2 separate regions of the Mus musculus genome follow, and region 2 is linked to region 1. The links are chromatin contacts, called in public promoter capture Hi-C maps. All regions are on one chromosome and are shown on one strand. The core of a region is the stretch at or near the end of the contact, and the rest is flanking DNA. Distances in the headings are between cores, read along the strand shown.

What was found. Promoter capture Hi-C pulls out the DNA fragments that hold promoters and counts their contacts.
Region 2: a contact with region 1 is called in a promoter capture Hi-C map of liver, with 1.8 times the contacts expected there. The contact joins the enhancer-like site here to the promoter of Shc4 in region 1. A contact is called at or near these places in 3 of 39 promoter capture datasets (liver, pre-B cells and second pharyngeal arch cranial neural crest), 3 of 484 Hi-C or Micro-C datasets (the N1E-115 cell line, Th2 cells and bone marrow-derived macrophages), 1 of 115 datasets of contacts at active chromatin or transcription factors (embryonic stem cells) and 3 of 9 other capture datasets (adipose tissue, liver and pancreatic islet).

The regions. Positions count from the first base shown.
Region 1 is chr2:125,721,747-125,727,043 of GRCm38.p6, forward strand. Shc4 (SHC (Src homology 2 domain containing) family, member 4) reads right to left here and starts at 2,402. Exons shown (of 12, transcript NM_199022.2): 1 at 1,047-2,402. The coding sequence starts at 1,631.
Region 2 is chr2:125,761,781-125,766,753 of GRCm38.p6, forward strand. The region is part of intron 7 of Secisbp2l (SECIS binding protein 2-like); the gene reads right to left. Among named protein-coding and RNA genes, the nearest start is that of Secisbp2l, 19 kb to the right of the region's middle. Within about 2 kb of position 2,956, at least 4 of the 459 cell types and tissues checked have an H3K27ac peak or open chromatin away from gene starts, as enhancers often do. A contact at or near this core is called in liver, where this site is marked.

The sequences.
Region 1 (5,297 bases), core at 1,152-3,651:
ATGCTGTCAGTGTGCAAAGCAATCACCCACTCTTCTGCCTTCAGCTCTGACTTTTTAAGCTCAATCACTGCCGGGCTGATGAGACTGCTCACCTGCACACCAGCACCTCTAGATAGCACTGTTGTTATCGGAGAGGTCAAGTGCAAACTGATGAGTCCCCTTCCCAATTGACTCTGCTGACTCTGGCATCCTGAGTATCATCCAGGACTTAACTTTGGAAGTTATTCTTCATTCTCTAGTCTTCATCCTAACTCAGCTACACCCTCCATGAAGAACAGCAAGCATTCTCACTGGCCTCGAGGATCTCTTCCTGCTTCAGCACAAGTTAAATAAATCATCAGATGAATCTTTTAAGACCTACATTCACGATATGCCTGCGGACCTATGAGGATCTTGCTCACCAGTGTTTATAGCCTCTCTGTTTGGCCCTTGAAGAGCTTTGATGACCTCCCTTTCTTCCCTGTTCTAATTTGTTCAGTCCCTGGGGACTGTGCTAGCCGTCACCTCCACCTCTCCGTGCCCTCTCCAGGACAAACCCCAAGCTTCCCCGAAGACCCCACAGTGACTTTGATCTACTCTTGCGCCTGTCCTGAATCAACCTTTCTACCATAGATACACCTTCTCATAAATCTCAGAACCCAGCTACACCCGGCTCCCCTGTCCCAGAGTCCCTGAGTACTCTCACAGATGCATCAATTGCTGAACATTGAAATGTCGATTCCAAAATAAATAAATAAATAAATAAAACCACGTCAAATCCCTTTTATACCACGTCTCAGTTGCCATCTTATCTGTCTCTATGAGAAGCTATGTCTGAGCCAACAGCTGCCTATGGGTTAGCAATGGCTCACACCCTTGGAGCAAAGTGGATCTGACTCTGGCATGTGTCAGATCCCTGTAGGAAATCTCTAAGGCCAACTCTCCCTTCGGTTGATCCAGCGGTATGTCTTGTAATCTAGAGCCCAGCCAGGTTAAATCGAAGTCCCCGCAGAGAGCACAGCTGCCCTTCCTGTGAGTGCTCAGGGAGTAGGCCTTAAGGGACTTACCCGCACACAGTAGTTCAGACCGTTCCCCAACAGGTGCTGCAGAGGGGGCCCGTCCTGCTTGCTCCTGGGGCTTGGTTCTCCAGGGCCAGGCAGTGGGCAAGTATCAGGACGCAAAGAGGTGGGCCTGCGTCCCACCTGGTCCGGATCCGGTGCAGGTGCAGGTCCAGTCCTGTTTAGATTGGATTCTGGGGACGCTGGACGGCTTGGAGTCTGATCCTGGTTCTCTTGGAGCTTCAACCGGCTCACCTGTTTCGTACCCAAGCAGAAGGTTTTCAGACCCAGAAAAGTGATGGGGTTGGCCAGCTTCATGCTTGCCATACGGGGAATCAAGGTGCACAGCGCCGTGGGGCTCTCCTGGCTGGACACAGTGGCATCCTCAGTCGGCAGGTGAGGGGCCAGGGCTGGGTAGGGAGGCGGCGACGAGCCCTTGTTTCCAACGGAGCCTCCGGGGCTCCCTTCGTCCAAAGACGTGATGGACTCGTTCCGAAAGCGGCTGTACTTGGTCCTGTGAAGCATCCCCAGGTGCCCAAAGAGTCCTACATACAGCGTGAGTCCTGCCTGGCTGTCCTGGCTGCGTTCTCGCATAGCCTTAGCAGTGCTGAGACTGGGCACCGCAGCCTAAAGTGCCTCGCAGTCCGGTAGACCCACGCCACAGTCACCTCTCCTGCTCTGGCGGTCACCAGCCCGGGTCCGAGACTGCTCAAGGATGACAGTCCCGGAGGACGCCTCCCCAGCTCTGATTGCAGGCCGGCCCTTCCAGGCCCTGGCAGAGGCCCCCGGAGCGCGGGGGGTGGGGTGGGGTGGGAGCGGGGGTGTCTTCGCCCCGGAGTCCCGTCCCCCAGGCTGGGGCAGCGGGTGCCACCACGCCTCTAGTCTTAGCAGAAATATTTACCCCCTTTTCCTCTGCGCACAGGAACTTTCAAACCTGCTCCCCTCCAGCTCCCACGGGGCGGGGCAGGGACTAGCCCATTAACCCTTTATTTGTTCCCGTGACTGTTCATTTCAAAGGGAAAAATAAAAAAGCGCATAAGAGTCAAAGGCCCTTCTGTATGGGCTGGGGTTATGACGGCTGCCCTCTCTCGGAGGATCTTGGTTCTGGGCCACCAGCCAGGAGTCCTAGCGACGGGCGCTGGTCTGCATTGTTCCTCCAGCTTGAGGTCCGGGCATCCTCTGTGTGGCTCGGGTCCGATCCCGGCCGGCCCACCCCTTCTCAGGGCGCCCTTCCCTCCTGTACTCTCCTGCAGGCTTTTTTCAGGAGGAGCCTGTGCACAGCAAAAGGCTGAGTTGAGCAGACGATACCCAGGCTGTTGAAATTTTTATGAATGAACTTTGCCGAATGAATTTCCCTCGTTGTGTGAGAGCTAATAAATCTGTGAATGGAGCCGAGAATAGCTGTAATTGACTGACCCGTTTGGGGCGGCGCGGGGGTGGGGGTGTGGGGGGTGCGATTTGGTTTTCATCCAATCAGGCTGCAGCTTCATGAGTCATGCACCGTGAATATACTAACTAGTAGCCGGGAGAAACGAAGCCGGGCAGAGAAAAGGGAGGGTAATATCTGATGAATGGGTTAAAAGTAAAGGCAATCTTTGCTCCTGGATCGTCAGTATGCTGGGAATCAGAAGGTTAAAAATCGATTTCCTTTCTTGTTAAGATGGGGAGGGGCGAGAAAGGAGCTAGAAATTAGATATATTGTTCCATGGACATTAGGGCATATGTTACACAAACAACTCTTGTTCAAAGCCTAGATTCGTTTTTCTTAGAAACGTTTTTTTTTTTTTTAATTGATTGCCGCCCCATCTTCTGTCTGATACAATTTCCTGAGCCCATCAAAGGCCCCGGGAAGACAACCGTAAAGGCTGAGCCCACAGGAAGCCTGAGCCCCAGCTGGGCAGAGGAAATGCAGGTTCATTCAGGAGCTGAGAAGAGCGGACTGCTGAGACCTTGGGGTGGGGGTGGGGTGAGAGTCTCCGGGAGGAAGCAGCTGAGGTTGCGTTTCTCTGTGAGCCTTGGCTCCAGTACCTGAGACTATTCATGATTTCGAATACTAAGGCAGCAGCCAAGAGAATCTGGGAAGAAGGCCACCTCACCTTCTCATTGACCACGGGCTCTCGAGTGCTCAGGACTTAGCCTGAACTCCAGGGCCATCCAAACACAGGTTTGAATGAAACCAGTGCAGGTGACTAGGAGACAAAGGCGCCTCGCCGCCGCCAAGCTTTTGTGCTTAGGCTCAGAACGGCTTGTTAGTATCCTGCCTGACAACTTTGTGAGCTTTTTCTATCCACTGGGAAGGCCTTTTGTGGCGTCCTATACCTTCCTTTCTGACTTTCTTTTTGCACCTCCACATTTGGCAAACACGAAAGGAATGGCTAAATCAGAACTCATATACCCGGAACCTAGGGAGACAGGATCAGGGGAGTGGAAGGTGGGAGGAGGAGGGAGTAAGACTGAAAAAATCCGCTAGTACCTCTACTGCTACGCATGCTTCTCTTTCATCTCTGCCTTCTCCTCTGGGTCCCACCTTACCGTATGCCATGCCACAGTAACATCCCACTACCTTGAGAGAAGTTCCTGTGAGTGGTAATGGCCTTGTCTGTGAGTGGCAGCTAATGAATGACGTGTGGGAGCATATGAAATAGCTACAGTCCCTGTAAAACATCCCCACAATGCTCCGGGAGAGTACCTGCATCTCCGAAGCATCCTGGGCAGCATTTTTTAAAAGGTTGCTGGAGAGATGGCTCAGTAGTTAAAAACGTGTACTGCTCTTGCAGAGGACCTGAAAGGGTTTGTGTCAGGTAGCTCACAGTACCTCTGGCTCCTGAGGATCTGATCTCCTCTTCTGGACTCCATGGCCACCTGCAAACACACACACACACACACACACACACACACACACACACACACACACACACACACTTAAAAACGGCACACACCTATACTTTTAAAATAATAAGATAAATCGTTAAAATAAATAAGCAAATTAAAGGCCAATGGAACCAGGGTGTCTCCATTGAAGTAGTGTTCCCAACTGCTAGAGTATACTATGTCATCTTAGGCAACCAAAAAGGAAAAGTACCACAAAGTAAGGGACACCAAGGAAGGAACACTGTCTCAAGAAGCTATTCCCAATGCTCGTCTGTGTCTGGGAAAGGTGGTGATGCTGAAAACTCTAACAAGACCTCAGGATGCCGTTCTGCCTGTAGGCCTGAGTGACCTAGAAGGCCCTCTTAGGCAGCTCTGCATTGTGCTGACCAGACCAGCATGATAGGGCACTCTGGGGGCTGCAGGCTGAGCTAGGTGGACCAGCAAGCATGACGCTGTGAGCTACTTCTCTGTCCTGGGAGCCTGGAAGACATTCACTATCACCCGCTGAAAAGCTGTCCCTCTGTCCAGCAGCCCTGGAGATGGCTGGCTAAGAAGGTATATGGGGAGAAAAGGGCCAATATATCGTCTCCCACTAGAAACAGAAACAAAGACAACACTAAGTAATGGTCACTAGAGCTAGCCCACCAGGTAATGCCTGTGTGCCAGTAGTATTAACAACTGTCTGCACTGTGGCATAAAGTGTTAATGTTTGGTCTGTTGCAATGGATTGTAATGCTAAATTCTGTACCTGAAGATCTAGGCCTACAAGTGAATTCTCACATTTACACACTTTTGTTGTGCAAACCTTGTTCCTTGATTTAAAATGATTGGTTAGCCTGGCAGTAGTGACCCATGCCTTTAATCCCAGCACTTGGGAGGCAGAGACAGGTCAGCCTGGTCTACAGAGTAAGTTCCAGGACAGCCAGAGCTACACAGAGAAACCCTGTCTCAACAAACAAAAACAAAAACAAACAAAAAATGATTGGTTAAATAAAATTGTCTACAGCTAATTACTGGAGAGGCTAGAGGTAGGTGGGTTTTGAGTTACCTGGTTGAGGGTGGAGAAGAGAGACCAGGAAGAGAAGGAGAAAGAATGAGAGGAGAGGAGGAAGCCACCATGAAGGGAGATGGATCATGAGCATGTGACCAGGAGAAACAGCAAGTATCTGAGGTGCACCACTGGGGAGGTAGCCAGGCCAGCACTTAGAAGAGCAGATTAGGAGTAACTCCCAGTAATTGTCAAAGCCGAATAAAACAACCACAGTCTGAGTCTCACTCAATTGTAAGCTAGTCCAGGATACGTTTAAACTGGTTGTACTAAAGTAAAGGAAAGTAAGTTGTGCAGCCTGACTCCAGCTGGTGAGTGATGATGGCGCCGGACATACGGCT
Region 2 (4,973 bases), core at 1,706-4,205, 41 kb after region 1:
CAAGCACATAAGCTTCTGAAACCACACATACAAAGGCCTACACCTGGCCTATTTTCACGCCTGCTGCTGTGAACCAACTAGTATATATACTGATATATATACTGATATATATATATATATATATATATATATATATATATATATATACTGATATATATATATATATATATATATATATATATACTGATGGTACTGGAAATACTTAACAGTTTATCTGTAAAAGCAAATGCAATTTAATTGTTCCAAGTGGAGGAAAAGAGGATCAGGCCTGCCAGGCGTGGTGACTCATATGTTTAATCCTGGCTCTCAGGAGGCAGAGGCAGACAGATCTCCTGAGTTCAAAGCCAGCCTGGTCTACAAAGTGAGTTCATGCCAGTCAAGGCTACACAGAAAGACCCAACCACCAAGAGAGAGGGGGTGGGGACAGGAAGAGAGAGGGAGAAGGAAAAGTAACTTAAACCTTAAATTTTCAGAACTAACAGTTTCAGCAAGGCTCCTGAGGAGCAAAATTTCCAACAGTCTCTGAGCAAACCAATAATCTCCTAACAGAGTGCTTCCGCCAGTTCTTCTAAGCAAGTTTGTTGCTGAAAAGGCACATGTGCCAGACACAGTAGTATTCTTAGAATTCAAGAAGCAGAGGCAGGATCACCAAGTTCAAAGAGATAACCTGGTCTACCTAGGTAGTTCCAAGCTAGCCACAGCCACAGGGCAGGACTCTGCTTTGAAATAAAGAAGCACAAAGAAGTAAAGACTAAAACAGAAGGACAGAGTCGGGGGCAGGGGGTGAGGGAAGAATGAAATCAAGACTCGATGGTGACACACTTGTAAGCCCAGTTCTGGGAGACTGAGGAAGGAGACTACAGGTCGAGGCCTGACTAGACTATGCCCTGAGTCCTGACCTCAAAATAAATCAAGGTAAAAAGAAACAGATCAAGCATCAGAGTAAGCAAAGGCATGAGACAAGTCATAGGAAAGGAGACAGAAGTAACTCAGAAACACAAAGATGCCCAACTATATTAATAGCTTTGTGAAAATCTAACTATCATGGTAACAGTTCTAGATACTGTCTCCCTCAAGTTGTTCTGTTCAGAATCTGATTCCTGGAGGATTTGGCACTACTAAGAGGTATGGACCTTCCAAGAGGTGGGGCCTGGGGCTATAAAGTACTTGCCAGTCTTGCAGGAGGACCTGAGTTTGATTATCAGAATCTACTGTTAAAAGCCAGGTGTGGTGGAATGCACTTCTAACCCCACTGCAGGACGGCAGAGCCAGGAGGACATCTGGGGCATGCTGCCCAGCCAGGCCGGACTGGCAAGATCCAAGCTGAATGTGATCCCTCCGTCTCCTTTCTGTATGTGGTTTCCTTTCACTTTTTGTATTTTTAAGTGATTAGCCTGTGTGTAACACATGCACACATTTGTGTGTATAGACGCATGTGTCTCTGTGCACACACAGAGGTCAAAAGGTCACCGTGTGTCCTCATCTGTCATGCTCAGCTTTATATAGGGTCTCTCAGCGAACCAAGAGCTAGGATGGTGGCCAGCAAGCTGAAGCAATTCTCTTGTCTCTGCCCCCCAAGTCAGGGTTATAGGAATACACGTCCATGACTAATATTTTACTAACATAGGTGCTGGGGACCTACAAGTCCTCCTGCCGGCACAGCAAGCGCTATTACCCCCTCAGCCAACTCTCTAGTCCCACAATCAGTGAGCACAAGTACTTGCTGCTTTAAGACATAGACGACCAGGTGCTACCAGTCATCAAAATTAAGTCTCTTATAAAAATATCTCGGGCTGGTGAGATGGCTCAGTGGGTAAGAGCACCTGACTGCTCTTCCGAAGGTCCAGAGTTCAAATCCCAGCAACCACATGGTGGCTCACAACCATCCGTAATGAGATCTGACTCCCTCTTCTGGTGTGTCTGAAGACAGCTACAGTGCACTTACATATATTAATAAATAAATAAATCTTTTAAAAAAAATAAAAAAATAAAAAAATCTCGAAACACTGTACTATAAAAAGTAGCACAAGGATAGATGAAACCATCTAGGAGGTAAAGGTGCTTGCCGTGAGGCCTGGCTGGCCTGTGCTTGACCCCTGGGATCCTCAGGAGGTGCAAGGAGAGCTTCCAAAGTTATTTGCTGAACTATACACATCCTCACACGTACGCACACACACACACAAAGAACTAGTATAAATAAAGAGAGGTCACTATTTCCTGCAGGGTTTACCTTCTAAAAGCCTTTAAAGCCTAGAAAACAATTAGAAATTGCGAAAGGGCCACAGTCTGGTTTGGCTTAAAAAGGAGTTGGTATTTGGGGAAAAAATCAAATATATACTTAACAAAAATCTCAGGGACAAGGAAACACCAGTAATAGATAGACGATACACTCTTGCAATCTGCCTCTATTGCTTTAAGAATGAAGGAGGAAAACACAAACAACAGATCTGCCAGGTAGAGTGGCACATGGCGCCAGCACCTGGGAGACTAAGGCAGGAAGGTCAGAGGTTCAGAGCAGCTCTGGTTGCAGAGCAAGTGCCAGCCTAGCCTCAGCTCTAGAGCAAGACCCTCCTCCAAACAAACAACATATACTTGGTGCTTGGCTTCTTTTTTCCACCAATTATCAGGCAGAGATAAAGCACTTAAAATATTTTTCACCACTGAGCAGTGGTGGCGCATGCCTTTAATTCCAGCATTTGGGAGGCAGAGGCAGGCGGATTTCTGATTTCGAGGCCAGCCTGGTCTATAAAGTGAGTTCCAGGACAGCAGGGCTACACAGAAAAACCCTGTCTCGGAAAAAAGAAAACAAAAAACAAAAAACAAAAAAAAAAACAAAAAACAAAAAACAAAAAAAAAAAGAAAAGGAAAAAAAATGGTTTTCACCTCAGGGTTACAAAATGAACAAACAACAAAACTAGGGCCAGGATGCCGACCAGGAACTTGGCAAGGCAAGTAGTTTCAATTCCAACAGAAAAAGTCGGTAAACACTTTGCGCATTTTGTTTAATCTTTATCATCAAATAAAGCTAAAGCCAAATTGCCTCATAAGCCTGAAACAAAAATGGCCTGACTGTGTAGGAATCACAGGGAAGGAAGGACCATTCCTCCTGTTTCCGTGAGGCCTAAGGGGTCTGTCAAGGGACTGTCTGAAGTGTTAGTCTCAGGGAGGCCAAGATCAGCAGGAGCAGTAAACAGACCCATTTATCCTGCTCTGATTTTTGGTCCATTCATACATAGTTATTTGACAGCCCTAATTCCTTAACTAGATATAAAGAATCCAGGAAGTCTATCTAAAATGAAAAAGAGAAATAATGACTAATAAACAACTCCCTGATTTGACAGCCAAACAACACACGAAAATACAGTCTCTGTAAATGCATAGCTGTGCACAGTCCACGCTGCATAACTGACAGGCAACTGCCCAGTCTGGCCACACTGTGGCACCAAGTAACCATCAATGTGACAATGGCACTAGTGTGCAAGAGCGTTAATAAGCCACATCAAAATATGCATGGTTGAAGAGATGGTTCAACAGGCAAAGGTGTTTGCTAGCCAGCCTGGTGACCAGAGACTGACCCTTACCCTACAAGCTGTCCAGACCTTACAGCCACTGTGCATTTAGAACCTAAAGACCAGACTGCAGTCCTTAAGCTCAGCCCCTCACTCTATTTTGGTTTGTTTGTTTGTTTGTTTGTTTGTTTTTTGAAACAGGGTTTCTCTGTGTAGCCCTGAATTGACAGCCCTAATTCCTTAACTAGACTTTGCTTTGTATACCAGGGTGCCCTCAAAGTAACAGAGCTCTGCTGCCTCTGCCTCCCGAGTGCTGGAATTAAAGGCATACACCACCATTGCCTAGCTCAAACAGCCATTCTTAAGAAAAGAGTGTCTAGGTTTTGATATGGAAGGAAACAGACACTGCAAGTGACAGGTAGGTGGGCTTTCCTTTTCTAAAGGTCATGACATACTCACCCAGACACAGAGTAGAAACACGGTACCATTTACATCCACATTCTCACCACCTCCACTCAACACACGACCAGTCATTATGCCCTACTTGCTAAGGCATTTAAAGTTAGATATGGGAGCTCCCTGTGTATGTGTGTGATATACATGCAGGTGTTCATGTGTGCGCATGTGCATGAGTGCACACCTTCATGTTCTCAGATGAAGCCTCAGGTGCCCTTTCTTAGAAAACAACCACGTTTGTTTCTTTAAGACAGGCTCTTCCATGGCCTGGGGCCTGCCAACTATGCAATCATGTGTGTGTCCCTTCCACTGTATCTTGCCACACTATTTTTTTGAGACACCACCTCTCTCAATTGAGCCTAGAGCTCACCAATTCAGCTAACGTGGTTGCCTCCCCAGTTCTGCGGCTACTGATGCACACCGTGTAGTAGTGCATGAGAGTATTCTAAGTTCTGCGGCTACTGATGCACACCGTGTAGTAGTGCATGAGAGTATTTTAAGTTCTGCGGCTACTGATACACACCGTGTAGTAGTGCATGAGAGTATTCTAAGCTCTGCGGCTACTGATGCACACCGTGTAGTAGTGCATGAGAGTATTTTAAGTTCTGTGGCTACTGATGCACACCGTGTAGTAGTGCATGAGAGTATTTTAAGTTCTGTGGCTACTGATGCACACCGTGTAGTAGTGCATGAGAGTATTCTAAGCTCTGCGGCTACTGATGCACACCGTGTAGTAGTGCATGAGAGTATTTTAAGTTCTGTGGCTACTGATGCACACCGTGTAGTAGTGCATGAGAGTATTTTAAGTTCTGTGGCTACTGATGCACACCGTGTAGTAGTGCATGAGAGTATTTTAAGTTCTGCGGCTACTGATGCACACCGTGTAGTAGTGCATGAGAGTATTTTAAGTTCTGCGGCTACTGATGCGCACCGTGTAGTAGTGCATGAGAGTATTTTAAGTTCTGCGGCTACTGATGCGCACCGTGTAGTAGTGCATGAGAGTATTTT